Regions from separate parts of the Mus musculus genome. Here all the other regions are linked to region 1. Evidence: chromatin contacts called from public promoter capture Hi-C data. All regions are on one chromosome and are shown on one strand. The core of a region is the stretch at or near the end of the contact, and the rest is flanking DNA. Distances in the headings are between cores, read along the strand shown. Region 1 holds the start of Rdx (radixin). Region 2 holds the start of Rab39 (RAB39, member RAS oncogene family). Region 3 holds the start of Acat1 (acetyl-Coenzyme A acetyltransferase 1). Region 4 holds the start of Pts (6-pyruvoyl-tetrahydropterin synthase). Region 5 holds the start of Npat (nuclear protein in the AT region). Region 6 holds the start of Dlat (dihydrolipoamide S-acetyltransferase (E2 component of pyruvate dehydrogenase complex)). Region 7 holds the start of 4930550C14Rik (RIKEN cDNA 4930550C14 gene).

What was found. Promoter capture Hi-C pulls out the DNA fragments that hold promoters and counts their contacts. Capture Hi-C pulls out chosen DNA fragments and counts their contacts.
Region 2: a promoter capture Hi-C map of pancreatic islet shows a contact between it and region 1, with 24 times the contacts expected there. The contact joins the promoter of Rab39 here to the promoter of Rdx in region 1. A contact is called at or near these places in 3 of 39 promoter capture datasets (the C10 cell line, hippocampal neurons and pre-B cells), 1 of 115 datasets of contacts at active chromatin or transcription factors (astrocytes) and 1 of 9 other capture datasets (pancreatic islet).
Region 3: a promoter capture Hi-C map of liver shows a contact between it and region 1, with 6 times the contacts expected there. The contact joins the promoter of Acat1 here to the promoter of Rdx in region 1. A contact is called at or near these places in 6 of 39 promoter capture datasets (cranial neural crest, frontonasal cranial neural crest, hippocampal neurons and 2 more) and 2 of 484 Hi-C or Micro-C datasets (B cells and CD4 T cells).
Region 4: a contact with region 1 is called in a promoter capture Hi-C map of pre-B cells, with 4 times the contacts expected there. The contact joins the promoter of Pts here to the promoter of Rdx in region 1. A contact is called at or near these places in 3 of 39 promoter capture datasets (liver and pre-B cells) and 1 of 484 Hi-C or Micro-C datasets (CD4 T cells).
Region 5: a promoter capture Hi-C map of pre-B cells shows a contact between it and region 1, with 7 times the contacts expected there. The contact joins the promoter of Npat here to the promoter of Rdx in region 1. A contact is called at or near these places in 14 of 39 promoter capture datasets (the 3T3-L1 cell line, 3T3-L1-derived adipocytes, the C10 cell line and 9 more), 1 of 484 Hi-C or Micro-C datasets (CD4 T cells) and 9 of 115 datasets of contacts at active chromatin or transcription factors (astrocytes, embryonic midbrain, embryonic stem cells and 4 more).
Region 6: a promoter capture Hi-C map of liver shows a contact between it and region 1, with 6 times the contacts expected there. The contact joins the promoter of Dlat here to the promoter of Rdx in region 1. A contact is called at or near these places in 7 of 39 promoter capture datasets (the C10 cell line, cranial neural crest, hippocampal neurons and 3 more) and 1 of 484 Hi-C or Micro-C datasets (CD4 T cells).
Region 7: a contact with region 1 is called in a promoter capture Hi-C map of hippocampal neurons, with 9 times the contacts expected there. The contact joins the promoter of 4930550C14Rik here to the promoter of Rdx in region 1. A contact is called at or near these places in 15 of 39 promoter capture datasets (the 3T3-L1 cell line, 3T3-L1-derived adipocytes, the C10 cell line and 10 more), 2 of 115 datasets of contacts at active chromatin or transcription factors (embryonic stem cells and epiblast stem cells) and 1 of 9 other capture datasets (embryonic stem cells).

What each region holds. Positions count from the first base shown.
Region 1 is chr9:52,046,099-52,049,767 of GRCm38.p6, forward strand. It overlaps Rdx (radixin), which reads left to right and starts at 1,843. Exons shown (of 14, transcript NM_009041.3): 1 at 1,843-2,334. It also overlaps the pseudogene Gm6981.
Region 2 is chr9:53,704,530-53,708,198 of GRCm38.p6, forward strand. It overlaps Rab39 (RAB39, member RAS oncogene family), which reads right to left and starts at 1,703. Exons shown (of 2, transcript NM_175562.3): 1 at 1,360-1,703. The coding sequence starts at 1,586.
Region 3 is chr9:53,608,243-53,611,911 of GRCm38.p6, forward strand. Acat1 (acetyl-Coenzyme A acetyltransferase 1) reads right to left here and starts at 2,108. Exons shown (of 12, transcript NM_144784.3): 1 at 1,971-2,108. The coding sequence starts at 2,033.
Region 4 is chr9:50,526,680-50,530,348 of GRCm38.p6, forward strand. Pts (6-pyruvoyl-tetrahydropterin synthase) reads right to left here and starts at 1,977. Exons shown (of 6, transcript NM_011220.3): 1 at 1,878-1,977; 2 at 191-270. The coding sequence starts at 1,957.
Region 5 is chr9:53,535,315-53,538,983 of GRCm38.p6, forward strand. Npat (nuclear protein in the AT region) reads left to right here and starts at 1,733. Exons shown (of 18, transcript NM_001081152.1): 1 at 1,733-1,874. The coding sequence starts at 1,838. Atm (ataxia telangiectasia mutated) reads right to left here and starts at 1,357. Exons shown (of 63, transcript NM_007499.3): 1 at 1,249-1,357.
Region 6 is chr9:50,658,124-50,661,792 of GRCm38.p6, forward strand. It overlaps Dlat (dihydrolipoamide S-acetyltransferase (E2 component of pyruvate dehydrogenase complex)), which reads right to left and starts at 1,657. Exons shown (of 14, transcript NM_145614.4): 1 at 1,068-1,657; 2 at 565-666; 3 at 42-166. The coding sequence starts at 1,343.
Region 7 is chr9:53,403,216-53,406,884 of GRCm38.p6, forward strand. 4930550C14Rik (RIKEN cDNA 4930550C14 gene) reads left to right here and starts at 2,071. Exons shown (of 9, transcript NM_001376944.1): 1 at 2,071-2,397.

The DNA.
Region 1 (3,669 bases), core at 593-3,092:
GACTGTTTTAGGAAGTACGTATGGTTCTTTCCTCCCCTGAAGCTGAACTGTTTGGGATTAGGCTTTGGGTAGTGGAAGAGCATTTAGGTGCTCAGCAAGGAAATTCAGTTCTCAGCACCAGGAGGCACACATACCAACACCACAGCATTGAAGGCTTTGGGATATTTTGATTGAATATTCAATACTTCATTTAAAAGTGCTAATATCTGATGTGAAGATCAAAATAAAGCAACGGTATGTGTGTTTCCTCTTTGATTTTGTATCTAATAGGTATTACTGTGATGGAGTTTTTAGTCTATTCCAGAGTATTTTCTTCAGATGTGTTCTGAGCTGTGGACCCTCTGAACGACTGACTCTCCCACCAAACTGCTTTTTAAATATTTGTCTCTGTTTCCATTTTCCCATCCACAATGTTTGAGAGTACCCTTTTTATCTTAGCAGCTTGAATACTATCTTTTACTTAAATATTTACGAATATGATGGCAACTGAAATGCTACAACTTGGGTTGCATCTGCTACTGCAGGACATAGGATAAGATCAGAGCTCTTAGATTCAGACTTTTGAGTCAAACATGCCTTTGGGGTTGGCCATGGCTCTGCCATTTCCTAGCCAGGTTATACTGACAACTAACTTTTTTGAAGCTCCCCTTTATTCATTAGCTTCTTTTAATGCCAATAATAGCTTTTACCTTGAGCCCAGGGTTGTTGTAATCATTAAACAAGGCAGTCATGTGAAAGCACTTCACTGTTCTGAACATAAGACCACGAATGAATGCTTCGTTTTCAGTTGCAAAGTGTACCACCGACTTCCGACTTTAGTTTGATTAGTGTACTACTTGGGACTCCCATGACATTTTTACTGTCCCTATCTTTGTTGCACCCGTGGGGAGAGGGTCCACAAGTATTCAGTTGGTGGTCTCAGAGAACCACCTAAACCTGTTTTGGCTACAAAGCACACAGCTGGTTCCCATCCTTGAGGAATTTGCAATCTAAAGACTTCTGAGATTAACCTGGAGTCTCTGGGGGCTTTTTAATTGTTTAGTGAGGTCTCTTGAGGGTGAAGGTGGTAGCTCACTGAGGAGGAAGCTCAGAGAAAGGATCTGCAGAGTCCCTGGAAGAGCTACTGTCTCAGGAAAGGCAAGTCTAAGGCTTCCCTAAAGATGGCGTATTTGTCCTGTAAGAATTACGTACATTCGCGTTATATTTGTATTGACAGTTCGTTTACGAAAGAGGTATTGAGTAAACGGAACGCGGTAGGCAGGTAAGGATTGAACCATTGCTGTGTGTACAAGTGGCACCAAGTGTTACTCTAAATCCCAGCAGAAAGTACTGAGGGCAGGCAGCACCGAGGTAACCCCACCAGAACGCAGCCTCGGTCTCTCTCTCTAGCGAGTGGATACAGTGAGACTATGGTCAGACTGGTAACTTTTTCCAAGTCTAGAATAATTTAGGTTTGGCTGCTCTTTGGGCCCTACTTCCAACTTTTTTTTTCCTTTCTCAGCCTACTCCTTCTAACCGCCAAGGAAGGAGTATCCCTGCTAACAACAAGAACAAAAAACCTGATCGCATTATAGGGTCATACCCACTGGCGTTTTGAGGGAAGTTAAAAACACTGCAAAATTTAAAACCAACCAGCCTTTCTAGCTGGTTAAAAACCTGCACACATTAATGTTCTTTTTGTTGTAAACACTGGGCCCACTTCCCTCTCCTAGCCCGGGATCCTGCAGCCTAGCACCGAACTGCACCCTGGAGCGGCTGCCGAGGGGATCCCCCCTCCTCCCGGGAACAGCTCCACCTCGGGGGCGCTGGAAACGCCCTCCGTGAGTTCCCTGGCACCAGCGGGAGTTTCAAGTTTCCACTCGCGGGGCGGGGGCAGGCGGCGGGCGCGCGGCGAGCTTCGGGCCGCGCGGCTCCGCTTCGTTCACTGCGGGCTTCGGACTCGGGCTGGCCCGCGGCGTCCTCGTCCCGCGGGGAAAGCTTCGCGAAGGCCCCGCAGCGCGTATTCTCCCCCCAACCCCCGGCTGAGGCCCACTCGATTCCGCCCGGGGCGGCCGGGAGACACGCTCGCGGGGTTGGCGCTCGAGCCCCGGCCTCGCCCCGCCACTGGCGGCCCGCGGGAGGAGGGGGCGCAGGGCGGCCCCGCCTTCCCCCCCGAGGAGGCGCCGGGCGGCCATATTGCCGAGCTGTCTGCGGCGGCTGCGGCGCGTCTTCTCTCAGGCGGCTCAGGGCTCGCACCGCCGACTCTCCGCTCGTTCGCCGCCAGCCACGACGCCCCCGCCGAGCCGCGCCTCAGCCAGCCGGCGGCGGGCAGGGAAGGAGCCACTCATTTTCGGGGTAAGCCCTGCTCGGCGCGCTCCCCCGTCCCAGGCCCCGGGGGCCGCTCTCCCCGCCGAGGCGCTGAGGTGGCGGCCAGAAGTTGCCGGGCTGTGGCGCCGCGGCCCGGGGCCTGGCGCGCCTCACAGACGGACTCGCGCCTGGCCGCCCTAGAGGCGCCGTGGTCGTTAACGGCTGAGCCACGCCACTTACCCGGAGTCTCCCGCCGCGCCGTCCGCCGTCGGCCTGGCCGCCCCGTGCGTCGGGCGGTGCGGGTTCCCGCCGCCGTGGACTGGGCCCGGGGCTCGGGTCGGCGCGCCCTCGGGGGCCGCATGGAGCGTAGGTCGCACGCTCTCTCGCAACCCGGGGACGGGGACCGCGAGGCTAGAACTTCTCCCCCGGCCTCCCGTTTGAAAGTCGGGGTGTTGGATTACTAGAGAGCGTGCGGACGCGCGAGCCGCGGAAAGGCCGTCGCGTTGCCGGGTCCCGCCGCGCAAGCCCGCGAGGCCAGGCCCGGGCTCCCGGCCGCCCTTACCTGGGGCTGCAGTCACGGCCCGCGCCCTCCGGGCCCCCCGGCTTGCCCGCACCGCGGAGTCGCCTGGCGCACAGTGAGCAGACCCCACCAGGAAACTCAGCTTTTCTGCCTTTCGGGGCTCCCAAACTCCCATCGCCCAGCCAAGTTTGAAAGGGAGTAGTGCGTTATTTCAGTTGAATAGTCCGTTCCTACACAGATGTTTCTGTAAACGTTGCCAGGATTCTGGGTGGTTTTGTTTTTTTTTCCTCCCTCCCCAGAAGAGTGGTTATTCATTGGAAATGTGTTTTAAGAGGTCAAGTTTATAATTTTTTTTTTTAAAGTACAGTTGAGATTTTGTAAAAAGAGGTGTGAGGGAGATGCCCGGTTGGCTGTGCGGAGGCACCAAGATTTGCATGATGTAAATGTAAAAGCCGAAGATAACAAGGGTTTATGTGATAAAAGAATACTTGGACACTGCAATCTATTGTTGACCGAGCATCTTTTTTTTTTTAATAGAATACTTATAAGACTGTGACGAAGCACAGAATAAACAATTGCCTTGTTCATTTTGCTGCATAAATAATGGCTTAATCTGCTTGCCAAAACTGCCCCATCAGATCTGAAAAGAGAGCCTAATGTTTAGGATTGCGGGCTTTTTTTTAATCTTTAGAATTCTGTCACTTGCACCAGTGTGTACTTTATCTTTCATAATAATAATTTCTTCAAATATGACAAAATGCAGACTCCTTTTCAGATTGTCAGTATGCTGTGAAAAGAACCACAGTGGCTTTCATTGCATAGATCCCTTTGAAAACTGTATTTTGGAACATTACTCGGGTAGT
Region 2 (3,669 bases), core at 453-2,952, 1.7 Mb after region 1:
ACTTCTGAATGTTGAACACTTTACACATGTAGGCTGAACTCTCTTGGAATGGATGCTGGCTGAATGAGGGCAAGCCACATTTGTTAAGTTCCTTAACGGAGTTCTTTATTTCACAAGCAAAAGTACTTGTTGAGAGATATAAAAATGCTTGCCTACAAGAGTTCCAATTGATCATGTGATTTTTAAAAAAAGATTTATTTTTTTTATTATATGTAAATACACTGTAGCCATCTTTAGACACACCAGAAGAGGGCATCAGATCTCATTAGGGATGGTTGTGAGCCACCATGTGGTTGCTGGGATTTGAACTCAGGACCTTCAGAATGAAGAACAGTCAGTGCGCTCTAAGCCATCTCTACCTACTAAGCCATCTCATCAGCCCCGATCATATGATTTTTAAAGAAACAATTCCCTACATTATCAGCTTTCTTACTTTGCTCTAGAACAAAGTACTCTTCGATCTCAAAAACTGGAAATACGCTTTAAATGTGATTTAATCTCAACTATCCAAGGAATTCAGTTTCATTTACTTTTTTTCTGTAAGGCCAGTCGACTTTATACAATCTTTCAGGTTCCCCAGTAAACAACCAGAATGAGACTATTTACTTGAGACTGACTCTCTCCCCATTTAGAAAAGTGCTTTCTTCTGTTGTCACATACAGAATGTTACGAATCCATCAGTGAAATAAAGGAAGGGTTGCAGACAACCCTCAGTATTATCTTTTTCACACCAAAGCGTCAAAGGTGACAAACTTTTAAAGGAAACTTCACCCTATAAATGCAAACACACACCCTTAGTTGTCTCAGTGACTCCGATGTTGCATTTAGTTGTTTTCCAAGACCTACTCCCGAGGGTCATGGCCCAGAATTTTCTGATGACCACACTCGGTGCTTTCAGATGTTTAAACCATTACCGCATGCATCTCTCTGTGAACCGTTCCGAGGGCTGGAACCCCGTCTGGAATTCTGCTTGCTGAGAACTAAAGATTTTTCACAGACCTGGGAACCCCACTTGGCATATTTCCCGGGCCTGAAAGAGGCTTGGTCAAGGCTTGGAGGAGGTGCTAGGAGGAGGGTGGCTGAGGCAGGGTGTGTGTGAACGGCGAGCGAAGTCGAGTTTGGGGAGAAGGCAGCGGTGGAGCCAAAGGGACCCAAACGGCCAAGAGGAGCAGACAGAGCTGGGAAAGACCGGCGACCCTGATTCGGACAGGAAAGGAGACAGAAAGGGGGCGCAGGAAATCCGCACTAAAGAAAGAAGAAACTGCGGAGGAGGAAGTCGCCCCTGGAAGGGGAGGGGCGAAGGGGAAGCGAGCACCGAGCGCTAGCACTTTCGAGAGCCTGTGGCGGGTGCCTCCCTACCTGAAGCGCTCCTGCCCCGCCGTGTCCCAGAGCTGCAGCTTGATCCTCTTGCCCGGCTCAATCTCCAGCAGGCGCGAGAAGAAGTCCACGCCGACTGTGGGGTCGCAGGCGGGGGAGTGCAGCCCTGGGAAGCGGCCCTGGGTGAAGCGGTGCAGAAGGCACGACTTGCCCACCGTGGAGTCTCCGATCACAATAAGGCGGAACTGATAGATCCAAATAGTCTCCATCGCCTACGTGCCCCGTGCGCTCAGGAGCAAGTTCTGCCTAAGGAACTGTCCCTTCAGCACCTACGCGGCGCGCGCCCGCCCGCTTCCAGCATCTTCCTGCGGCTGCGGCCGCCGCCTGGTAGCCGCCCTCTGGGGAAGGAGGGGCGGGGCCGCGGGCAGGGGGCGTGGACTTGGTCTGATTGGGGTGGGGCTTGAGAGTGAGGGCGGGGCCACGAGTTTGGAAGGGACCGTAGGTAGGGGTGTGATCGTGAGTTGGGGGCGGGAACCTAACTTGCAGAGCAGCTGCGTCGGGCAGGGGGCCGGGCCCCAGCTGTAAGGGGAGGGAACTGACGTTGTAGAGGCGGGTCATTGGTCGTGCGGGGGCGGGGCCTCTAACTAGAGGGGCGCGGCGAGAGCGTCGGCTGAGGGGATAGGGAAGTAGCAGAACTCTAGACGACCTTAGCGTATTCTAGTGCAGATCTTGCTGGAAATGGACAAGGAATGGGTGTGGCGAAAGGATGTGACAGCAATAGCAACCAATGAAAATGTACTCAAGGGCTAAACTCCAGAAAGGTCAGCCAATGGGAAGTGAGAGTCATTTTCTCTCACGCATCTGCGAAGGCTCTCTTCAGACTAAGACCCTAGTTTTGAAAGTCAGTCAGGCTTCTGTATGTGGATTCGTGGTGTCCGGGTTCTCAGAAGATTCCAGTTGACAGTTTCCTCTGAAGAAAACAAATTTGCAGAACTAGTTCTGATAGTTTCTGTTAAGGATTGCCTGTTGCTGTTTGCCACAGCGTTTTCAGGATGGTTCTAGCCCTATGCTCGTTGGGGCCCTTCAGCCTGGGAAAAACTTAAAATGTTGAGAAGCTCATACGAGTCATCATTATTCTCGGTCTATAGCTGCCCTCTGCTTGCGTATGACCAAAGACCTAATAAACGAAGCGTAATTTAAATGTTGGTGAGACCTTACTGTGTTCTCTTCTGGACTGGGATGTAGCCCCCAGGTGGTAGAGTTGCCTAGCAACATGAAACCCTGGGTTTAGTCCCCAACTCCGCATAAAACAAATATGGTGGCCCACGGTTATTATTCCACCACATGGGGCTCGAGGATCAGAAGTTTAAGATTATATCCTGTAACTCTCTGTGTCAGCTACACAGAGGACAGAGGCAGATGGATTTCTCAGTTCAAGACCAGCCTGGTCTACAGAGTGAGTTCCAGGACAGCTAGGACTGTGCAAATTTCTTGCCAACCATTTCATTCTTTTCTTGCAACATCTAACTATCACACTCATCCTTAATTCCTTTCTTTGTTTTGGAGGAAGAAGCGTGACTTTCAGAGAACTCTTCTTTCCTCTGCCATGCATCTTTAGGCCCCTGTCTGCAATTAGTCAATCTTTATTTTATGTGGTATGTATCTTGTCTCCCTTCTACAATTGTTCTTCCTTCCTTCCTTCCTTCCTTCCTTCCTTCCTTCCTTCCTTCCTTCCTACTTTCCTTCCTTCCTTCCTTCCCCCTCTTTCTTCCTCCCTCCTTCCTGTTTATTTATTTATTATTTTTGTTTTGTTGAGACAGGGTTTTTTATGTACCCCTGGCTATCCTAGAACTAGTGTTGTCAACCAGATTGGTCTCGAACTCACAAAGATCCGCCTGCCTCTGCATCCCTAGCGCTGGGCTTAAAAGAGTGCACCACCACCACCACCACCACCTGGCTCTACTATTAGTTTCTACTCCTCTGCCTACAACCATATTTGAGTGTTCTCAGTCCTAAAGCTAATTAATCAGAACCCCCTCGGTGATGTTTCTTTGCTTCCACCATCTTGTTCCTTTTCACGTATTCAAAAGAGCCCTCCTCCCTCATTTCTTGTCCACAAGACTATCTTTAACAAACCTTCATACACTTTCTATGCCGCAGACTCTCATGAAACAATTGTTTCAGATAACTGTGCATGAGACCCCCTAATTATCAGATTCAACCTACCTGTTCTCATCATTCTCACCTCTGACCTCTCAGGACCCCTCCGTTTAAGGGTAACCAAGTGACGGTTCTATCCTCTGAGACAGAGGAGTGGCATTTTTGGGTAAAGATAATTTCTTTCTGTGAGAG
Region 3 (3,669 bases), core at 858-3,357, 1.6 Mb after region 1:
GAAGATAGAGAAGGCCCCAAATCTAGGACTAAGAGCGTAGGGGATTCATTGATCATTAAATTACATTTGATACTGTACAGAAATCCCTCCTCCAGACCCAAGTTCTATATCAATTTCTATACATCAATTTTATTTTGGTTGCCCTGTTTTGAGACCATCTTTCACTATACAGCCCAGGGTAGCCTCAAATCACAATCCTCCTGCCTCAGCTTCTTCAATGCAGAATTACATTTAGATGGACTCCATTACACCAGTTCAGACTCACTTTTATCATGCAGAAGATAGTTTGCACTTGGTTATAAAGCCTCCAGTGTAGACTAAGCCGGCTCTGCACACTTCTGTTTACACACCTTGACTACCTGGCTTATCTAATTAATTCGTCCAGGCACATTATCCAGAATCCCAGTTAACCTAATTTCATGGACCTCTCTCCAGCCATCCTCGCGAAACTTACTTACTCATCCAGAACTCCTCTGGGCATGATGGCTACTCTTTCAATTCCAGATAATCCAGAGGCTGAGGTAGGGGAGTGAGGAGTTCAAAGTCAGATGACCTAGTTAGCAAAACCACTAGAAAGAGAGTAATAGTAATGGTGGGGAGGGGGAGGAAGGAGAGTGGGGCTGGGGCGGGGAGAGAGGCAAGAAAAGGGAGGGGAGGAGAAGGAAGGGTCAGAAGGAAAAAGGCACACGAGTCTTTCTTGGGAACACTTTTTTTTTTTTATGCATATGAGTACACTGTAGCTGTCTTCAGACACACCAGAAGAAGGCATCAGATTCCTTTTTTTACAGATGGTTGTGAGGCACCATGTGGTTGCTGGGAATTGAACTCAGGACCTTTGGAAGAACAGTCAGTGCTCTTAACCACAGAGCCATCTCTCCAGCCCCGGGAACACTTATTTTACGAGTGAGGTTCTGCCCATCTCCAGATGAGAAAATAGACTATCCCTCTGGCTTTCCTATTACTGCAGTCACCCAGTACTTATTGTTTTTTTATCTTTCGGAGACTGGGTATCTCCAAATTGCCCACGTGGGTTGAAATCCTTGATCTCAAGCTCCTCTTGCCCGAGCAGCAACTCAAGTAAGATTCATTTTATAGTTTGTTTGCCCTCAGCTTCCAGCTCCAAGCCTCGGGCCCTCAATTATTCTTTCACAATCTCTTGCAGAGCAATGCTCTCTTTCAGCTCCTATTGCCAGAACTACCCGTTTCGGCGAACCCTGATTTTCTCAGAAACAAAACCACGCAAACCTAACTCCAGACTCTTAAAGACTGACCGACAAAGTCTAGAATGTCACCTTTGGAAAGTACAAAGTGTTCGCCGAACACAACCATCAGAAGCGAGGCACTCACTTCAAATAAAAATTATTTCTTGTACTGTCTCAGTAGCCATCTTGTTAGTTTTAAGACAATCTTCTGATTGCCATATAGTGCCTGAGCTCTGATTAAGACAATTAATTAAACCAATGATTAGCCAGGTGGTGGTTCATGCCTTTAATCCCAGCACTCTGCAGGTGGAGGAAGACCAATGAGCTCGAAGCCAGCCTGATCTTGAGAGAGAGAGAGAGAGAGAGAGAGAGAGAGAGAGAGAGAGAGAGCGTTCCAGGGCAGCAAGGGTTCCACAGAAAAACCAGTGGAACAAAATACAAACCAAACCCCAAAACTCAAACCAATCAAACAAAAAAACAAGGAAAAGGAAATCACAAGGTCACAAAAACGTCTTAGAAACTCCTGGGCCTACAGAGAGACTCAGCTCTCTGCAGTCTGGGATCGCGCCTGGTCAGGCCCAAGCTTTGCTGCACAGCTGATGCGGAGCGTGACAGTAGCACAGACTGACAGGTGGACTGACACACGACGGCGCAGGCACTCGATCCCCAAGGCGCTGGTGCTGAGCGCTGTGGCCCACGAGGACGGACCTCGCGGGCGGCTGGTGGGCTCCCCGATCCCGGCCCACCCCCGGAATCGACCCTGCTCACCTGCAGCAGCCCGCGAAGCAGAGGCCTGCGGACGACGCCGTGCAGAGCCACCAGGGCAGCCATGGAGACGCGAAAGGCTGTCAAGGGCAGAGAGACGCGCCGCGGCCTCCACTTCCCCACCGCAGAGCTTGCGACGTCGTGGCGGGCACCGCCCCGACCCTCTCCTCCAATAGCAGTCCAAGATCGCTGCGCTTGGCGGCGATTGGCCCGTAGCCAGAGGGCGGGGCCTGGCGCTTGGCCCGAGGACTGAGCTGAGGCTCTCCTGGACCAAAAAAAAAAAAAAAAAAAAAAAAAAAAAAGGACTAATGACCACGTGGCTTGACACCTAGGTGGTGCACGCTAAACTGTTGATTGTTGATGCCAGTTGTTTCTGCCTCCAGATGCCTGTAGTTTTCGTGCAGTCCGAGACTTTCCATTCACTTTGCCGTGCCTGATCAGGTGACTGTATTACCCAGACAAAGGATGTTGGTAAATGTTTCCAGCAATTCCCATTATATTCATTTATAATACAAATAAACCAATTTCTTACGTTAAAAGAATGTTGAAGTTGTTTTTCTGTAGGATGCTAAGTAAAATACATATTACTATCTAAACTTCACTGAGTAATAATAAGATTACATCAACTTTCAAAGAAACTCCCCGCAGGCTGGGTGTGATGGGACACACTCAGGAAAGAGGCAGGTGGATCTCTATGAGTTCGACGCCAGCCTGGTCCACATAGCGAGTCCCTGAACAACTAAAACTACAGACGGAGACCCTGTCTCCAAATAATTAAAACAAAACAGAAACAGTGCATTAACTGATATTACATGATAATTCTCACATTTGTGTAACCCATTGCTAAGGCTAGTTGGAGGATTGTTTTGCTTAGGTTTTGTTTGGTTAGTTTTTAGATAGGGTCCCACGGTGTAGCTCTGGCTATCCTGGAATTCACTATGTAGACCAGGATGGTCTTGAGCTCACAGAGATCTTTCTGTCTTTGCCTCCCTAGTGCTGGTATTAAAAGCACTATGCCAGGCCATTTGCTGACTTTGAATCTTCAGTTGGGGATAGCAGATCTTTCTGCTTGTGACATTAATTTTCCTTGATGTAAAACAAAAGGCACAACATACAAATTGAACAATTTACTTCAAGTCGACTTGTTTCATGTAATTGTGTGCACTCCTGTGTAGGCCAAGGGTAAACCTCAGATAACTCCCTCTGAGACTCTCTGCTGCTTTTTGTTTGGTGTTTTTTGTTTTGTTTTGTTTTTGTTTGTTTTGTGAGACAGGGTCTATCTCTCCTTGCACTAGAATGGCTGGCTAATAAGCCACCATCTCTACTCCTTCAACCCTATCCACCCATCCATGGAACTGGGGCTACAATCAAGGGCCACCACGCCTAGCTCTTTACATGGATGATGCTCTAAACGCTTTCTTGTGATGCAAACACTTTGCACACTGAATCATCTTCCCAGACCCTTTTGGGGTAAAGTGTGTGTATGTGTATATGCACCTTTGTGTATCTGCACCAAGTGCATACAGGCGCCTGAAGAGGACAGTAGAGGGCGTCAAAACTCCTAAAACTGAAGTTGTAGGTAGTTGGGAACTGTCTGTTGTGTTCTGAGAGCTGAACCCAGGTCCTTTCTAAGAGCTGATAGTATTTTTAACTGCTGAACCATAAGCCCCACTTTTGTTTTGTTTTTCAAGTTAGAGTCTCA
Region 4 (3,669 bases), core at 727-3,226, 1.5 Mb before region 1:
GTTTTCTACTGTCTTTAACATGGTAGACAATTGTGAGGTAAACCAGAACACCCATCCAACCAAGACAATGACTCTGTCTTGAATTTCCACTGAAGGGCTCAGAGCCCTGACCCTGTCCCGGAAGCGTCTGGCTCCCAGCCCCCTCGTCCTTCTTCCCAACAGGCTAGGAGGGAATGTGCCCCTCCCTCACCTTTATAGTTGTGCCCGTGGCCATTCGGATTGTTGCATTTCCCAAACACTCTTAAGTTCTCTTCATCGCTCAGAGATGGGCTGACAGGAGAAAGATAGAGGTCAGCCCGAAGTTCAGACGTCCAGAAAACTCTACAATTTCATGTCACTGTAGATGATCAACTGGTTAGATCGCTTGCATATCATGATCCCCGTTTCTATCAAGAACCAACACTCCACTCTCTAATTAAACTAGATTACCACATAAATCATCCAAGACCTTCATCTCAACCCACTTAGTCCACAGTAAGATGTCAACAACTCTGCCCATAGTCAGCACTGTCTCTCCTGCCCTCTCTCTGTCGAGGTCTCCTCTATCCCTGGCTGGCCTCAAACTCACTAGGTAACTTAGCACGACTTCCAACTTCTGACCCTCTTGCCTCCACCTCCCAAGTCCTGAGATCTATGTAAGCAGGCACTGTGTAGTCAAGCACTCTACCTACTGTGCTACATCCCGGCTCCACCTTCCAATTCAACAAGCCCTGAGTATTAGCTATGGGATAAGAGATGAAGCAAGGAGCAGTGATAAGCACGAAGACATACATATCCTCCAGCGGCTTAAAAACGTCATTCCTCCTGACAAATAATGACCTCAGGCTCTTCTTTTCACAATCTTGCCCTCCTCTGCCTCAGCAGTTGCCTAGTGGAAACCTTACCAATGTGTTCCAGGACACTCAAGTCAGGTGAAACTTTAAACTTACTACACATGGCTGTCATTCCAGACAGAAAACAATTAGCTTAATGAATCTGTATCAGTCAACTTATCTGTGCATCCTTACTAACCTTGTGTGTAAGCTTCCTATTATAAAAATCCCTTTTGAGAGGCCGGAAGGATGGCTTAGCAGTTAAGAGTGCTTACTGCTACTGCAGAAGACCAGGGTTCAGGTCCCAGCCCACCCACGTGACAGCTCAGAAGCCTGTAACTCCAGTTTCAAGGAATCCTCTTTTGGCTTCCACAGACTCTTTCGTGCAAGCTGTGCACACAGCACACAAGCACACACAAACACAACTTTTTATTTAAATTCTTTAAACTCTTTCTTATCCCCTTCACTCTCTCCTACTGCGCACTTAGAGCAGTACAGCTCACAAGACTTTTGAAGAAAATTCTCACTGTACCCAACTTGACCACACGGAGGGGTGGGGGTAGAGGGATGACAAGTGTCAGCTGTTCCCTATGACAACCCTGTTGTTAGAAAAGGCCGTTCTCTGATGATGACATGCAGATCCAAAGAGCAAACCTTCAAGTGAGTAACGAAGCTCCCTTTGAAACCAACTCTCAGGTGCGGTCTTGTTTCTCTGGGATTCAATTCCCGACTGTGTTGCTCCTTTGGAAAGTATCAAGGCTGGTTTTACTTTTTTGGTAAAAGGGGGATGAAAACTACCTTGGGTTGCACCCGGTAGCCCATGCTCCTGTCATTGTACCTCTGGATGTGGGCAACCTCTGGAGGGAAACTCTCCAGAGTGGATCCTCCGGGATCGGAGCTATACCGCCCTCTCCCGGGTGAGTGCCGGTAGTGCAGCTCCGCACCTTCACCATTTCCTCTTCGGCCCGCCCCAGCTCGGCTCTAACCCACGCGCGTGGCCACGCCCCCCAGGGACATAGCGGGACAAGACCCGCGCGTGCGGTGACACACGTGGGCACACCCCACCTGTGCAGCCGGTGGCTCGCGCTGAAGGACACGAGGCGCGACAGTCGCGCGCGGCGACGAAGGTCACCCGCCGCGCTCATGGTCTTCGGACCGAAGACTCACAAGCTAGCGGTTCCGGCTTCCGGGACCGAGGCCAGTCCCGCCCCCGCGGCTGCGCAGTGCAAACTCGGCCCTCCCTGCCGAAAGCACTCCTGGGAGTGGTTTCGACTCGCGGCACCCTTCGGCCGACTTGGAGGCAAACACTAGCGCCCCCTGCTGTTCAGTCTTCGCTAGGCAGTCAGAAATACCTGGGGCCAGTGGGTGGGTGAGAAGCCAGAGGCCTGGATTTTTAAATTGCCAGGTTAGTTTGTGTCTTCTTCTTTCGCTTCATTTTTGACAGTCCTGGGTTTGACAAATCCAATGTCTGGGTGCCCTTATCAGATGTTCTCCAGCCCGGTACCACATTGAAAGTGTCCTTAACCAAAAAGAAACCCCAGCTAAGGATGGCAATGCACTGTCATTAGAGTTACCCTGCAGGCTGAAGCTGGGGCATTGATTTTAGGAGTCCCGATCTGTTCTAGGCAACATAGTAAAACACTAGCTTAAGTGGAAAATAAAGGAAAATTTTGACATCTCAATATCCAAGTGAGAGAATGTCATACAAAGAGACTTCCTCAAACCAGAGACAGCCAGAAAACAGATTCACCGTTCAGAGCCCTCAGAAGGAATACGCTGTTCCTGGTTTTAGATTCCTGGCTTTCAGAGTTTTTGAAATGGAAAGGTATTCCAGTGTAATCCCAACCGCTCTTGTGCAACATTTGCTGGTTCTGTGTTTAGATATTTGTCTCAGAAGGTTAGCTTCTATTAAATGTTGTCAGTCAGAGATGGCATATATCAGTGATCCCAGCACTGAGGCTGAAGCAGGAGGGTGACAAGCTCAAGGTCCGTCTCAAAAGGATAAAATCCTATACATAATTCAAATGGACACCTTTGGCAAGGCAGCCCCCACATCACCCATCCATTAATTAAATTTTAAAAACTAAATTAAAAAAAATGTTTACCCAAGTATCTTTGGCTGTCCTGGAACTTGGTCTGTAGACCAGACTGGCTTGGAACTCACCTGCCTCTGCCCCTCTGCCTCACAAATGCTCGGATTAAGGGCCTGCATTACCACCACAGTTAAGACCTTAATCCCAGATGCTTTAAGTATTAGACACATGTACTTCAGAACAACAAAATGGTCCCTGTTATCTGAAAATTCAGTTTAATGGGGGCAGTCCAACAAATAATATGTCAAGTGAAAAATTACCATTTCTGTGTCAGAGAGTAAAAGAAAGCTTCCAAGAGCAAATTAGTCTGAGATGGGTTTTAAGGAGTCCAACAGATGGGTAAATAGAAAATCCCAAGAGGAAAGAGTTTAAGCAAAGGAAATGTGGAAACGTAGCTTGCTTAATGCACAGTGACAAATTCTTGGCTACCTTGGGGTGCATGCAAAACGGAGGAGAGTGTATTGGAAATATTGACTGAAGACCAAGTAGTGGAAGAATTGTAAATGTCTTTCTACATATAACGGAAAAGAGACCCTGCCTTTCCCCTCCCATCTAGTTTTTCTCCAAGAGAAAGGAATTCCCAACTGTTAAAATAACATTTTCAGGCATAATGGAGTCTTGCTTGCCCAGATAAGTGTGGCCTACTCTCTGGTGCTATGCACACAGGAAGGAAAGGAGGAGAAGGAAGAAGAAGAGGAGGAAGAGGAGGAGGAAGAAGAAGAGGAGGAGGAGGAAGAGGAGGAGGAGGAAGCCAATCCTGGCCA
Region 5 (3,669 bases), core at 483-2,982, 1.5 Mb after region 1:
TGACAATAATTACATCTCCCCTTCCCAGAAATAACCCCACCTGTGGCATGTTAGTCTTGGCTAGTGGTAAAAAGCACTGGGGCTCAGTCAGGTATTGCAGGCCTAGGGGAGGCTCAGGCAGCACAATTGTGAGTTAGGGGCTAGCCTGGGTTGCAAAAGGGTGGGTTCTATGGTCAGGCTGTATTGTTCGGATCCAGGTCCATTCAATTAACAGTTATCCAACCTGCAACATGTTGGTTAAACTGGCACCTGTTTTCTGGATGCTAGATGAGAAAATGATACCAGTATCTACTTTAAGGAGTTCGTTTCCGTTTCTGTTTCCCTCTCCCCCACCACACACCTACTTTCTCTTTCTCTCTCTTACTATCTCACTCTTTCTCTCTCTCTCTCTCTCTCTTTCTCTCTCTCTCTCTCTCTCTCTCACACACACACACACACACAGCAAATATTCAGTATAACTGTCATCCTGTTACTGTCTTCTCTTACGATCGCTTTATAAATCTATTTGATGACTGTTTTTTTCCTCCTCTTCTTGCTCTCATCCCTTCCTCTGGCTTCAATACACTGGAAACTTGCAAAATCTGTATCACTCAATAACAAGAGCTCGTTACACTTTGTGCCTTTCCATGCACTTCCTTCTGTCTGAAAGCTTCGCTACCATCTTGCAGAAGAATTTACACCCGGCAAGATCTAGCAGCAAAGTCGATTCTTTCAGGCTCAGTTTCCACAGAACCAGTCCTTCCTCGGCTAACACAGTTTTTCCTATCACATTGTCGCTTTGAAAAAGTAGCTGTCTACTTATCTGTGCCAGGTGGCGGGGGTGGGACCGGGGAAGGAGCGCAGGTTAAACATTTTCAAAGGCTCAGAGTGGCTGCCACTTACCTACTACAGACAACACAGGCAATACAACTGACAATGAGAATACGAGACTGTGATTTCCAAGGGCCAGTGCTCTTAACTACGAACATGTGCAAACCTGTAGCTTAAATATAAATAAACGCTCTGAGACTAAAGTATGAGATTTAAAAAATCTAGATCGACCAGAACCCTTAAGATGACAGATAGGAAAGAGGGACGTGCAGAAGGGAAGATTTAGGCTCACTCCATCTAGGGTCTGCAGAAAGAGGGAGAAGATGACGGCCGTTCTGCAGAGAAGGGGTAAGAGCCATTCGGAAGCTGAGGAAAGATGGGCTCAGAAGAGAATTTTCCCCTCACAGAAGTCCCCGAGCGTTCGTCCCTCGCTCCTACCGCTGCATTCTGCCTGCCAATGCAAACCCAGGTCGCTTCGCCTTTTCCCGCGTGCACGGATCTAGCAGCTGGTTCTGTACGCACGCCTTCCCGCTTCCGGCTCTATAAAGCAGCAAGTTGGTAAGGCACGGGTGCCCCAAAGGAAGAAGTCGGCATGCGCCGCCGCACGACTGCGCTTGCGCGTAGGCATCACGCGCTCTCCAACTCAAAACACTCGCTCCCCTCAAAACAGTCTCCCGGCCTGAGGAAACGCGCCTGCGCAGTGCGCACCAATGGCGATTGCCCTCGCTCCCGCAACTCCGCCCAGGGGCCGACGCTCCCACAGCCGGCCACCAGGTCCTCTCTGGCCACAACCCTCCGCAGACGGAAATGACGACGGTTCCGAGGAGAACGGAGGCGGGTTTCATTTCGGCGCCTTTCTGTCTCCCGCGGAAGCGATTGGTTAGTGTGGCACGAAAGAGGCGGGACAAATTGCCGCGGGTTCAGCACCTCCAGTGGAACCGGGAGATGCGGCGGCGCCGGGGCTGTCGCCGTGTTTGCTTTGAGTTGAGTCTCGTCCCTTCAGGCCGCTCCCTGTGCAGCTCGGATCATGCTGTTACCCTCGGATGTAGCCAGGCTGGTATTGGGTAAGCGGCGGCCTGGGAGGGCGGGTGATCGGACCCGGGCTGAGGGGACGGAAAGACCAGGGGCTGAGGGGGAGGGCTGCTCGGGGTGGGGAAGCTCTGAGGAGTGGTCTGCTCCCGTCCAAGTTCAGACTAGCGGAGAGGCTCGGTCCCTCGGCGCCTTGGGACAGTCGAAGCTCCTCGGTGTAGGGATGTCCCTTCTCCTCCTGCTGCGCGATGGGGGCAGCCGAAGGGAGAAAGAAGCTCGGCGGGGAACACCTGGGGCCTGGATTCCGAGGCACAGCCAGGCCCGCTGGGACACCTGAAGGAGTGTCGCCTGCGTGATGGACGAGGCTGCGTGTCCCCTACCCTTTCCCTTGTCAAGAGCCGGGACTGATAAAGGAAAAGGCGGGGGGACCCCCGCTTCCCCGGCCGCCCAGCCTTGTGGAAAGACTTTCCGACGCCCTTACCCATAACCCGACCTTAGCACTGGGAATTTGGGACACAGGGAGGGCCCCACACCCCTGGCCCACCATAGTGGCTTGAAACGCCAATTGCATATTTCAGAACGGCAGCGTGTCGTGTTCTTGAGCAAATATTTAGGAGGTACGACGACTGACTTCTGGTTGCACACGTTCTAGCCCTCGTTTTCCTCCATTTTCGAAAAGGGTTTGTTCATAGACCACTGGTTGGTCGGGAGATACTGTCTCTGGAAAAGACTGTTTTCGTTGTTTGTCCTGTGAAAGAATAAAAGGGATTGTTCTGTAGGGAACAAGAGCCTCTTAGGCTCAAAACTGGACAGTGACTTTGAAACGTTATTTGGGACATCTCTAAAAGAAAGTGGTCGAAGTATGAGGACTCATTCCATAGTTTCCACAGCCGTTACGAACATTTGCTTTGTGCCCAGCCCTGTCCAAAAAATAAAAATTGCACATTAGGCAGGACTTATTTAAGAGGCTCTGTACGATTCTACTGTCCATTTTTTGAGAAACTTAAATACAAAAACTAGTGTTTTGAATGTTTTCATCTTCATCAGACTTGGATAGTTAAATTTATACCTGTGATTTTTAAACTTAGCTTTCTTGTAATTTTAAAATTAGGCTCATACAAAATTGGTTAAAAGTAGACTCACATGATTTTTTTTCTCCCCACCTATACGTATTGTTTAGGTAAGAACTGCGACTTTTAGCAGTCTTGTGATCCATATAAAATTCCATGATCATAGCCTCAAAAGTGGCTTTTGGAGTTTGGTAGTATGAACATTGAAAAGTGGATAATTTTTATGAGGATTTTTCCATGTTTTCTTTCCTCAGATTTTATGGGATGCTTAATAGCAACCCTGATTTCATTAGATACAAGTAGGATGTCATTCCTTCATGTAAGAAAGGGGGTGGGGAGGGGCTTTATATACTGTCAGCATATCCCCTGAAGAGAAAGTCCTGCCTTGTTAAGAAAACCTTAAGGAAATGACAGGGCCTTTCTAATTGGAATAATTATGTTTCTGCCCCACTAACAAGGTAACTTATTCTCTTGATGCCTAGAAACTCAAGTTGTTGCTTTTCATCCTTAAAATCATCTTTGTTGTTCAGATTCTGCTTTCAGTGCCATGAATTCCAGCATGCCTCCCATTCTGTTTTGGAATTGTGATGCCTTTCCTCATACTCTACTTGCAATTCATGTATACTCGGGTTGCAAATATTGCTGAAGCATCTAAAAATTGAACCTCTTTTGAACTTGGAATACAAAAAAAGCCTCCCACTATTTTCAGTTCTGTGATTTAGTACTATCTTTACACACACACACACACACACACACACAC
Region 6 (3,669 bases), core at 407-2,906, 1.4 Mb before region 1:
ACAAATTACAAAGATTTTTTTTTCTTTTTGTTTTTACTCACTTTTCAACTGTGATACAGATGATGGACCCAACTGGAACATCTCTGGTCCCTTCAGGAACAAGGATCTTGGCCATATAGCACTCCTCCAGGCTCTCAAACCCAACAGTGGCTTTATCAGTTTCAACCTGTTAGCACAAAAGCACTGGCTTAGGTTTGTACTGCCAAGAGGCAGTTAACTGGAATGTGTCTAGAAATCCATACGAAGATAAAACCCACTACCACAGACTTGAAAGAACGGTTTAAAAACATTTTGGGTAGAAGCTAGGCATTGCTAACATTGTAACATTGGGGGTGGGGGGGGATATCTCTGAGCATTGCAGGCCAGCCAGAGTTACACCGTGATCTCAAAAACAATTTAGCTAGCTGCTGACAACGTAGCTAACCAATCATCTCTAATAAATGGGGAGGTGGGAGGGGAGCTGCTTCTTAAAGAGAAAGAGGAAACTACCTACCAGAAGGCTAAGCTTTAGTCTATTCAGCAAAGCCACTCCCTTAGGTAAAATCTGCGTGTTTTAAGACTTACCTCTGCAATTAGATCACCCTCACTGATTTTTTCCCCTTCTTTTTTTTCCCAGCGGGCTATGGTGCCTGCCTGCATTGTAGGGGAAAGGGAAGGTAATGGAACCTGCAGAAAAAGAAGCATACATTTAAACAGGCATACTTAGCCCTCGGCGTGCTTTCATTCCACCCAAGTTCATGCAGAGTATTTACTGAGTCACATTTCAAACTGTTCACTGGAGATACAAAGGGAGATCTAGCACTCCAGAAATTCATGACTTTCAGAGGCAGGTTGATCCTCCAGTCAGTCTAGTGGATCTGAGAAAGCACGTGAGACTTCTCAGACCTTTTGCCCATAGCCGCAGGCTTAGACCTCTTTCAATAGAAAAGATGCCCACTGGGAAGGTCTTGGGCGAGGGACCGTAATAGATCTGGGAGGGAGCTGGCTGTCGGAGGCCTCTCAAGGAGGATTCCCCACGCCAAGGAGCGGGCTCTGAAGGACAACAGGCTCCAGGGTGGGTCACTCACCTTCTGATGCGGAGGGAGGCTGTAAGAGCGGCGGCTGGGCGACCCCAGGAGTTGTCGCAGCAAGCGGTTACGCGGGACAGTGCCGGAGCCGGAGCTCCAGCCGCACAAGGAGCGGACCCCATAGCGGGGGATCCCACTACCGCAACGGACCGCAGCGGGGCCAATCCGCGGGCTCCCGCATGGGGCCCCGGGGCCTTCCTTCAAGGCCGCCCACCGAGCCCTGAACCCATCCCTGGGCACAGCACTCCGCGCCCTCCGCGCACAGACGCGCCACATTACTGCCACCGACCCCCACGCCCCAAAGGCTCCGCCGTCTCCGGAGTGACCTCTCCAAGAGCAGCGCGGCTCTGCCGTCAGCCGCGCACTGCGGTCGCGCAGTGTCGTAAAAGCGGCTGCTTGGACGGGCGACCGGAACGTAGGGTTTCCGTGCCCCTCTGCGGGGGGGACGCGTCGGAGACACCCGAGAGGGACGGGAGGCTGCCGCTTAGGATCTGCGGTGACGAAGGCGCTGCGAGGCAGTGCGGGGGCGGTGCACGTTTGGGAGAAACGGGAAAGGCCCTAGGAGAGGTGTCGCAGAGGATGGGAAGTACGGACCAGGGCCGCTCTAAGGGACCCGAGAGTCGGACCGGCTGCAGCCTGAGGGCAGGGAGGCGGTGCCAAAGGGAACGACCGCCTTTGCTTTAAGAAAAAGCTGGGGAAAAGAGCCCGGGCTGACAGTAATGCAAAGCTTTAGGTCGATGGGTGCGGGCGCACCTTGGAAAGTTGGAGAAAGGAAAGGCCCTCGAGTGACGGGGGATCAGGGGGTGACCCTTGGCTGCAGAGCCCGCCCCGTGCAGGCTGTCCTAGGTCCCTAACCCACCGGAAACGGGAGCAGCAGGGTTTTCAGCCAAATGATGTGAAGGGCAGCCAAGAGAAAGGTACATTTTCACATTTCCAGTTAGTCACAGAAGACTAATTATATTTCCTCTATAAAGATACTTGTTTGTAAAAAGCAGTTTTATTACCCCCAGATTTCCACCGTATCCTCTTAAATAGCGAAAATATTTTAACACACACACATTCCTTTAATTATAGCATTACGGAGACAGAGGCAGGTGGAACCCTAGATTCCAGGACAGCCTGGTTTAATGCTGTTCATTGCCAGGCCAGCTTGGGCTACATACTGAGATTCTTTTTTTTTTTTTTTTTAAAGAAAGGTTTAAGATACAACTTTGCGAAAGTCGTTGTCGTGCTGTCCCGCAGTTCTGTGAATTCAATAGGAAAACAACAACAGAAACCTTTCTTAAACTATGGAGTAACAATGTGGGGTCAAAAGAAAAAAAATGGCAACAGTGAAAAGCTGCCGAACCCAGCCGCGCCAACCTAGGTTGTTTCTCACTACTGCTGCCTACACTGAATCCTACCGCGTCGCTGCAGCTGTGGCTGTGAGGACACCCGTGCCCTTTGTACTGCCATGCCCTCGGTGTCACACGAGGCCAGCCAACACTGCCTGAAACACCTTGGCACAGATTCCCCGTGTATGGTGTGATTCGCACTGGTTTTACTGTACAAAGTGTTCTGCTCTCACGTGAGCATAATGATTTAATTGCAGAAAGACATTTCCCACAGTTATCCCTTCTATATAAACATTATAGTAGTATAATCTTTAGGTTGAATTGTTATGAGTATTTGGATTTTAAAATTGCCGTGGCTGATTTGAATTTCATAGAAAATCAATCAGTGAATTTTGGTTTGAGATTAGGACTAAATTTTCCAGTAAATGTCTCCCTAGATTTTCCTATTCTATGTATATATATAATATATATATATATATATATATATATATATATATATATATATATATATTAAATTATGACATTATTTTCTGTGTATATGCTAACCAACTCCATCTCTCCAGACCAACACTGAGCTATCTTGCCAGCTCATATGGTACATATTTATCTGAAGCAGCATCCTCAATATTGACAACTATAAATCAACTCTATGTATTGTAGTAACTATTTAAGCGATTTTTTTTTAGACTGACAGCACAGTTCACACGGGTATCTCATTTATAGGACTAAACTATGTGTCCATCCTAAAAGAATGTCTATTGAAAATGGGTATAGACACAATGTAATTTTTTTTCAGTCACAAATAATGGGGTTTGTCATTCACAAAATGGATGCAACTTAATTAAGCAAATTAACTCGGTCTCAGATAAATATTGTATATTTTCCCTCATTTTCTATCCTAGTGTCACTGAGCAGCATCAACACTTGGTGACGTCACCTTTGTATGCTGTGCAGTCACGAACAGACCTTCTGATGCGGTACACACATCAGATTAAAAAAAAAACAAAACTTACTAATGTGTGAGGCAGATGAAGATCTTATGTGCTGTTTCTCCTTGTCTTCTGAATTAGTATAGCAGTAATCCTGCTGAGTGCTTGACTTTCAGTTATTGAGTAATGATTTATGTGCAACATTTATGCAATATGTATCCATTGGATGGGTTATGTAATTAGCCTTATCATTCCTGAACTGAAAGTGACATTAAATTAGGAGGAAGCGTGCTCTGAATGTCTACCAATTCCTCAGTGTACAGATGGTCAGAGAATACC
Region 7 (3,669 bases), core at 821-3,320, 1.4 Mb after region 1:
GCTGTATATAATCAAGTTATTTTCGAAGTTCATTTCTGTTTCTTATAAACACTGGTGCTCAGCGAAGTTCCCAGAAAACCTTTCGCCCCTGGTAGATTCCTGTCTATTGAATAGATTTGTTGAGTGTTTCTGCTCGGCTTGAGTAAACCTTTCTGACTTTACTGTTCTAGGGAATTTAAGCAGTTTTGGCCTAGTCATCGGGGCCTGAAGAGGAAGCACAGCGGCCCCGAGAATCACTGGGTGAGTTCTCCACCAGGCGCGCCTTTTCTCAACTTTCTTCGATTTGTGATCCGAGTTTGATTGTTTGCTTTCTCAGTGGAAGAGCATGGGGGTTCATGCCTTCTGGGTAAATGTCCTACAACTGAAGTATTATAATCCCAATTTTGTACTATTATTATTATTATGTAAGTACACTGTTTCTGTCTTCAGACACTCCAGAAGAGGGCATCAGATTTCGTTACAGATGGTTGTGAGCCACCATATGGTTGCTGGAATTTGAACTCAGGACCTTCGGAAGAGCAGTCTGCGCTTTTAATCACTGAGCCATCTCGCCAGCCCCAGCATTGAGGTTTTTGTTGTTGTTGTTGTTTGTTTGTTTTGTTTTTTCAGGGTTTCTTTGTATAGCCCTGGCTGTCCTGGAACTCACTTTGTAGATCAGGCTGCCCTCGAACTCAGAAATTGGCCTGCCTCTGCCTGGGATTAAAGGCATGTGCCACCATGCCTGACTATAATCCCAAATTTTAAGACATGTTAAAATCTCGACTGTGGCTGATTGAGGGAAAGTCCTAACCACAGCCCACAATCCCTTGCCTAAAACACCCAGTCTGCAACGCTGGAGAGGGTCTGTGCCCTGCCCCCAATTCCCCTTGCAGTTCCAAGACAGCCAGGACTACATGGAGAAACCCTGCCTTGGAAAAAAAAAAAAAAAACCCTTATGGAAAAAAAATTTAAACAAAAACAAGAAAATTAATCCTTTTTTTTTTTTTTTTTTTTTTTTTTTTTTTTTTTTACAAAGTGAGTTCCAGGGCAGCCAAAACTACACAGAGAAACCCTGTCTCGAAAAAAAAAAAATTTACTCCTATCTGTGTGCTAACACGTGGCTGGTTCTGACTCCCAGCTTCATGCTCCCAGGAATAAGACTTAGACTCAAAATATATTTACAAATACCTTGGCCATAAAGCCAGGGTTTTCTCTGACTAGATCATAACTTACATAATCGACATAAACCCATTATTTTAACCTACATTTTGCCACATGGCTGGCTATCAATGCTCAGGCACCATGAGTCGGTCTCCTCACATCTTCCCGGGCTATTCTCCCTTGGGACTCTATCCCAGAATCCTTTCTGCCTCCTGGATGTTCCACCTCCCATTTCCTGCCTAAGCCATAGGCCACAGACTTTTTAATTGACAGGTGATGCATCCATACAACACACAAGTATTCTCTCTACGCATGGCCACAGTGTCTTGAAGGAGAACCAAAGCCCAAGGCCCTGTTTATGGAAACTGTGATAATTTTGAAGGTCTTGACATTCACTTTGTCACCGAATTTCCTACAGAGATTCCGCCCCCACCCCCCGTAAAAATGCATTTAGTATGTAAGGAAAATATTTTCCTAGAAGTTCATCTTCCTCACAAATTATGTTCCATGCAAGAACATAGAACTGGGCAGGTCTGAATACTCTTCATTTTACATTGTTACACTCTGACATTGAGGTAATGTCGGCGTGCAGGATATTCAACATTCAAGTCAATAAAGCATGCATTAAATATGCAGTGTGCTTTCGGGTTCTGTGAAGTCCTCTATTTAAAACCCGTGTCAGGCTAAGGAGCTTAAATTTAGAAATAGCGTTAGTCTGAGACCTCATGTTACTTAGGCCTTCAGCAAGGCCCGTCACATGCCCGAGATCTCTCTGAGTTCCTTTCTCAAGTCCTCTGCCTCTATGGCACTGAGACTGGAAGAGAGCGAGATTTCTACCAGAACAAACATCAAAGTGAGAATGGTCAGGGTTGGGGGCGGGGCCTAAGAAGGTTGCTAGGGAAGGAGCTATTAAGTCATTTCCGACTGACTAAGTCGTTACCAAGGAAACAGCGGAGAGCGACAGAGATTGGCAAGTCAAGGGACATGTTCCCTCCCCAGCTCCTTTCTGCTCTGGTGTCTGGTTTGATCTTGGCCTGCTGAAAGACGCTAAATACTCACGATCTTAGTATGCTACCATCCTTCTCCATGCTCTGTTCCCCAAACCCCTCTCCTGGCACAGTTGCTCTGCTGTGATGGAAAAGCTTTCCTCTACCTCACCAACCCCCACTCCAGCCTCGCCCTAACTCAGGAGCTGCAGCTTCGGGGATATTGCTAACCCACCTCTCGCATTGGGTTTCCTCCACCCTGTTAAATGCAGTATGTGGTTTTAGATTTTTCTCCCTAAAATATTTAGAGATGGAGGGAGCATTCTAAAGGGTACATGCTTAGGATTTCTGTCTTGTCCCTCAGTATCAAGATGTATAGGTAAAGAGGAATAGCAAAATCGTGAAGACACATTTGCTGAAAAAAATAAAATTTAGTAAAGAGAACGGGAATACGGGTTTGGAGTTGGAGGAAACCACAGGACAAGGGTGTCCACTTGCAGGGCTCCCTCTGAATCCCAGCACAGGGCTATTGGTTTGAGACTGGCTGGTAGTCCTCTCCTAATTGGCAGTTCGCACCTGGGTGTAGTAAAGTCCTGACTTAAGCAATGGTTTCCTTGTGCTCCTTGGGTCTTAGAATTGAAGTATTTCCCACGTGGTTTGAAGCCTCATAGCAAACGGTTCTGCTCTGAATCATAAGTTTCCTTTACCCTCTCCTGCGCCTTTCATCTCTCCTTCTCTAACAATATTTTCACGTTTTAGTGCCTCATATTTAAAAAAGACAAGCCCTCTTGAGTCCAGCCTCATCTTCTGGCTACTGTGTCCCTGCTTCCACATAACAGCCCAGAGCCTACTTTGTCAATTCCTCAACAACCTCGGTCTTTTGCTCTGCGGCTCCACTGCTGGTAATCAGCAGTTAGGTCTCTCTCTCTCATTTTTGACTGTACTCATGCACATTTACCTGACCTGCCATTTAGTACACTAGCAACATTTAGTATAGTTGAACGTGCCAAGGCTTTTTGGTCTTCTTTCTCCTTTCACGAAGTGCCTTTGTTCCTCGGGATCGTTTCTGCGTTGCTGTGCTAGTCACGACAGAATGGCAATGCACACGCTACACCTTTAATTTGCATCATTAACACATCGCCATAGATCCTTAAATCTTAAGTCAACTAGAAAAAGTCATAAATACCGATTTAAAACATTTGATAGTTTTCACAATGCAAATACTCTTAGGGCCAGTCTTATAGCCTCAGAACTTGAGAGAAGCTGGGCAAGGTTAACCCCTAGTCTCTTCCTTATCGTTATTGTTATTGCTGTTGTTTTGCGATTCTTCTGGAAGTGTCAGGCAAACACTCTTTCCCTGAGCTACAGCTCCGGCCCTTCCTCTTCCCACCATGTAGGTTCAATTATCAGCTCAAGTGCAACGCAACAGTTAATTGCTGGAGATTTCAAAAAAAAAAAAAAGTCTTTACATTTACCTGTGTGTATGTGTGTAGGCATTCAAACTGAGATTGTCACGCTGGCAGAGCAAGAAGTTACTCAGTGA